Linked DNA regions of Mus musculus: region 1 is linked to region 2. Evidence: chromatin contacts called from public Hi-C data. All regions are on one chromosome and are shown on one strand. Each heading gives the region's core, a stretch centred on a gene start, on an enhancer-like site or on the middle of the called end of the contact. The rest is flanking DNA. Distances are from core to core; before and after follow the strand shown. Region 1 overlaps Ly86 (lymphocyte antigen 86). Region 2 has its middle 7.1 kb from the start of Gm52041.

The links. A called contact is a pair of places that touch in the nucleus more often than the background predicts.
Region 1: a Hi-C map of bone marrow-derived macrophages shows a contact between it and region 2, with 17 read pairs. The contact joins two enhancer-like sites. A contact is called at or near these places in 1 of 15 datasets of contacts at CTCF or cohesin (large pre-B cells), 1 of 484 Hi-C or Micro-C datasets (bone marrow-derived macrophages) and 2 of 115 datasets of contacts at active chromatin or transcription factors (large pre-B cells and microglia).

The regions. Positions count from the first base shown.
Region 1 is chr13:37,368,673-37,371,372 of GRCm38.p6, forward strand. All of the region lies in intron 1 of Ly86 (lymphocyte antigen 86), which reads left to right. Among named protein-coding and RNA genes, the nearest start is that of Ly86, 25 kb to the left of the region's middle. Within about 2 kb of position 1,254, at least 2 of the 459 cell types and tissues checked have an H3K27ac peak or open chromatin away from gene starts, as enhancers often do. A contact at or near this core is called in bone marrow-derived macrophages, where this site is marked.
Region 2 is chr13:37,957,802-37,960,501 of GRCm38.p6, forward strand. No RefSeq gene overlaps it. Among named protein-coding and RNA genes, the nearest start is that of Gm52041, 7.1 kb to the right of the region's middle. Within about 2 kb of position 1,395, at least 83 of the 459 cell types and tissues checked have an H3K27ac peak or open chromatin away from gene starts, as enhancers often do. A contact at or near this core is called in bone marrow-derived macrophages, where this site is marked.

The sequences.
Region 1 (2,700 bases), core at 4-2,503, 590 kb before region 2:
ACTCTATCTCAAACATCAAAGTAAATATTTCCATTGTTGTCAAGAAAAGCTAATGGACTCAAAACTTCCTGGAGAGCTAAATTGGAAAAAAAATATTATAAGCCTCACAAGAAGGTCTCAAATGTAATTGCTAGCACCTACCAAAGCCAAGGCCGAGAATACAAGGCTCCATTGCCTAACTCCTTCTGCTCTTGTCAAATCACCCCACTTTGTCCTTTTCCTTACATATCCAACCAACTTGGGCATGTCCACTAACACAGACACCAGTTATCTGAACTCCTTAATAAATAAAACACAATTCTTAACATGACAGCTTACACCTGGAATTGGGTGTGTCCAACTTCAAGACATTGCAACAAAATTCATGTCGGAGGATGGGACAATTGAGTTACAAAAAAAAAGTTCACCAAAAGAAATCCCATAATGTCATACATATATGAATGTAGGTCAACAATATGTCTGTCTTGGACATTCTGGCGTATTTGTGGAGCAGAGCTGCAGATACCAGTGGGGCTTAGAGAGAGCAAGATCCCATTGAATACCAGCTCTGGTGATTTTCTCATGCTGTATACTTTATTATTTGCCTGGGATCTCAGGGGCTGGATTGACTAAGGTGGTGGCCCAGAAGATGACACCTTGACTTTGGTACTTTGAACAGTGTGTTTTGGGGGAAGATGGAACTTTCAATAGGAACTGGTGGGAAAAAAATCAAAATGATTTTGGAAATTCAATTCTTAAGTTGAGGATAGTGAGGTACGGGGGTACCTCTCTAGCCTTCTCGTTGGCTCTGTCTCAGGTAGTCCAGTAGATATGTCAACAAGTCATAGGGTCTCTGGGATCCCTGAAGCCTCTGTGTTTCCTGCTGGATAATTGAAGTCCACAGAACTCACTCAAATTTCTCTACTGTTCTAGTTTCATTACATCACTGTGGTTTATTTGGTTTATAATTCCAGTCCTCGGCTTACAATTCCAGTCTGTCACTGAAGGGAAGTCAAGGCAGAAACACAGTAACCTGTCATCTCTCATCTACAGCCAGGACAGAAAGAGCAAGACGGTTCCTCACTTGCTTACTCCCTACAAAACTAGCACTCTTAACTCTTTTCTAATTTATGGGTTGGCTCATAAAACTGAGCTGCCCACAGTGGGATGAGCCAATCAACAACTGTCTTAATTAGGGTCGATACTGTTGTGATGACTCACCATGACCAAAGCAACTTGGGGAGGAAAAACTTTATTTGGCTCACATTTCCATATCACTGTTCATCATCAAAGGAAGTCAGGAGAGGAAGTCAAACAAGGCAGGAACTAGAGGCAGGAGCTGATGAAGAGGCCATGAAGGCATTCTGCTTGCTGGTTTGCTCTCCTCAGTACTTTCTCAGCTGACTTCCTTACAGAACCCAAGACCACCTACCCCTCGTGGTCCTACTCACAATGGTCTGGACCCTTCCTCATCAGTTGCTAATTTAAAAAATGCTCTACATCCTGCCTATAGAATCATCTTAAGGTGGCATTTTCTCAGTTAAGGCTCCCTCCTCTCCAGTGACTCTAGCTTGTGTCAAGTTGACATAAAATTAAAATTAGCTAGTACAACTCTCCAAGACAAAGCCACAGGTTAGCATGATCTAGATTATTCCTCAATAGACTTTTCCCCTGGGTGATTCTAAGTAATGACAAGTTGGCATTAAGACTAACCATCACACCAAGTTTTACAATCTTTTGTTTGTGTGTGTGTGTGTGTGTGTGTGTGTGTGTGTGTGTGTGTGTGTGTGACCTGCCCTTACCTCTAGTTCTACTACTTGGATTTAAAACCTGTTGGAAATTGACTGACTTTCTCCCACAGGGGAGGAATTCTCTTTTAAAAATCACTCCCACCAACCTTCTTTGAGCTTGTGTCTAAAGCCAGCTTCAATCTTCTGTATTTCCTGCTCTGGGAAGGCAAGCTCTCTCTCCCTTCTTTATCTTCTCTCTTCCCTTCTTTTTCCTACTATGCACGTTGCCCTCCTTGATCTCCCTCTCTCTACCTCTTTCTTTTTCCCTGACACACACCCTCCAGGGCTTATACTTGACCTCACTCTAAGGCCCCAAACACCAACTTTCCCCCTAATGGATTAAACCTTTGTTTTCATTCTTACTTCTTCTTGAGATCTGGTTTTGCTTCCTGTATGTGCTGTTAGCAGGAAAAAAAAAAGCTGACCCAGAAGAATGCTAATGCAAGGGCTAAGGATGCTAATGTGCTTGGCCACTTTCCAATAAATAAATTAGTGAAAGGTTTATATCTTCCATAGTAAAACTCTAATTATCTCTCTCCTATAGTCTCTCCCTTCATACCTGGCTTAACCACACCTCTCCAGAATGCCCTCAGAGTCCCTAGTTTGCCCTTCCTCTGGCTTCTCACAGTCTATTGTATATGTATCATTATGCCTCTATCATCCTTAATCAGTGTAGACGTTAAGGCTCTATTAGGGTAGCTGTAGAAGTGGCTCAATAAACACTCATACATTTACTACTTCTGCTTCATCTACAATTCCCTATCCCCACTCCCTTCCTTGTCCTGCAAAGGTCCCTGCCCATAAGAAAGTAATGCCTTAGGCCAATGCTTCTTCACTGAGGGTAAGTTAGTGCCCAAAGGTGGTTAGCCTTCAGCAGTTCTGTCACATTATGGATTGTCACAGAAATGCTTCTATCATATGGATAGCAACT
Region 2 (2,700 bases), core at 145-2,644:
CTCAGGCCTAGAGCCTCAAGTTTGGTTCAGATATGAATCCAGCAGCCAGCTGAATAGAGCTCTTAATAGACTCCATCTGTGTTAGCTAGTTTCCCATTACTGTAACAAAATACCCAGTTTTATAAAGTTATAAGTTATAAGACTTTATAACCAACTTACAAAGACGAAAGGGGCTGGAGAGACGGCTCAGCAGTTGGGAGCAGCTGTTGTGCTTGCAATGGATCAGGTTCCATTCCCAGCACCCGCATGGTGGCTCACAACCATCTGTAACTCTAGTTCCAGGGGATCTGGTGCCCTCTTCTAAACTCCGTGGGCACCAGGCATGCACGTGTTGTACAGACATACATGCAGACAAAAACTCTGACAAACAAAATAAAGTAAATACATCTAAAACAAGGCAAAAATCTTTAGGAAGGGGGAGGGGGAGGGGGAGAGGAGGGAAGGTAGACAGAGGGGGACTAGCTAGGAATGATATAGTAGGCCTGTAATCCCAGTGTCTGGGAGGCTGAGGTGGGAAGGTCTCAAATTCAAGGCCAGCCTGGGCTTACTGCATAGCAAGAAGCTCTCTCAAGCTGGGCGTGGTGGCACAAGCCTTTAATCCTAGCACTCGGGCGGCAGAAGCAGGCAGATCTCTGAGTTCGAGGCCAGCCTGGTCTACAGCGTGAGTTCCAGGACAGCCAGGGCTACACAGAGAAACCCTGTCTCAAAAAACAAACAAACAAACTAACAAAATAAGAAGCTCTCTCAACAAAAACAAGTGGCGTTTGCTTCCGTTTATAGCTTCGGAGGCTTCCAGCCACGGTCAGTAGTCTCACTGCCAACTGTAACCGTGGAAGCTGCTTATCTCACAGCAACCAGGAAGCAACGAGATAGAAGGCAGAACCAGCCTCCCTAGGGCCTCTTGAAGGGCACAGTCCAACAATCTCACTTCCTCCTACTGGCCCTGCCCCTTAAAAATAAATCCCTCTATCTTCCAGTAGCATAATGTGCAAGGAACTGAGTCTTTACCTCAGAAGCTGTGGGGAGGAACTCCAGAGCCAGATGATGTCAGCCTTTGGGGTGGAGGAGTATAAAATCGGGAGGGACAAAGACTCAAGAGTGACGCTCTGAGCTGCACTCGTGCCTCAGTTGCTGGCAGACCTAGTAGGCAATAGCTTCATCGTGCTTGTTCCAGGCTTGCATTCGTTACTTGTCTGCGGCTCTGATAAAACACCATGACCAAGGTAAACTCGTGGGTGAAAAAGAAAAGTTGATTTGGGCTAACGATTCCAGAAGGATGCGGAGTTCATCGTGGCAGAAAGGTGGAAGCACTCAGCAGGCTTAGCAGCTGAGAGCTCGCATCCTGAACCACAAGCTTGAAGCAGGGAAGCCTGCCCCCAATGACATACTTCCTCCAGCGAAGTCCTACCTCCTAAACCTCCCCAAACTGCCAAGTGTTCAAATGCCAGCGCCTATGGGGGACATTCTCTGTCCATCCGCTCTAGGGTTCCTGACGTTTGCCACGCCCAGCGGCTGCCTGCCCGCTCCCAAGGAGGCGGGGGAGGGAGGGGTGAGCAGGGAGAACCGCTGGGTTTATTTTAAACCTATAATTGAAGGTTGCTCGTTAACAACAACAAACCAGTGCTCTCCAAGCCAAAGCTGCCAAAGTCAGTGTCCTAAATAAGGAACACAGCAGTCGCTTCTTTCAGGGGAAGGAAGCTGGAGCCAAATAGGGAAGTGACCTGCCTGGCTTTGACTGTGGGCTGTCCTGAGTCCTGCCTGCCTCTCACAGGAATTGACAACATGGTGAGGGCTGGACCCCAGGCTCTCAGATGAGTGGGGTGGGGAATGTATAGCTGCTCATTAGCCCCGCCTTCCCACAAAGACACCACACAACTCTCTCACATAAATGGTAGTCCTACTATGCATGAAAAAGTTAGGGGCGTCAGGGAAATGGGAAGGGGGATAAAACAAGCAATGAAAACTGAATGCAGCCCCGGATATTGCTTCCGTGGCTCTAATTGTACTACTGGCTAGGCAGAGAGAGGTAGCAGCTCTCTGTGAGTTCAGGACCAGCCTGGTCTACGTAGAGAATTCCAGAACAGTTAGTGCTGTATATAGAGACCCTGTCTCAAAAAAAAGCAAAACCAAACAAAGAAAGAAGCAGCGAAACCCAAAGGCAGTTATCTTACTTTCCATCCAGTTTGCTCACCCTGCAGAGTGCAAGTCTTAGGTTGCCAGTCCAGTGAGCTGAGGAGGAATAAAACCCTTTCCTGTCAGAGCAGGGGTGGAGGAAAGTGACAGGATCTGCCTTGTGAGGGTGAAACTGCCTATCGCACACACAGCCCAGCACGTGCACGGGGTCAGGTGTCTATGACTGGAGGATGTGTGCCCACCAAAAGGACAGTGACTGCATAAAACGAGGACACATGGCTCCGGTCAACTCTGGAGGCAGATGTGGTGTGGTGTGCCCTCCTACCCCAGGTGGCTGGTGAGGCCCCCATTCTCCTGATGCATCACAAGTGCCATTCGACAGATGTTTTTTTTTAAAGCTCTGCAGTGATGGCTCACACCTGCTATGTCAAGATGGAACATCAGAAGTGTGTCTTTGGAGCTGGTGAGATGGCTCAGTGGTTAAGAGCACTGACTGCTCTTCCGAAGGTCATGAGTTCAAATCCCAGCAACCACAGGGTGGCTCACAACCATCCATAATGAGAAACA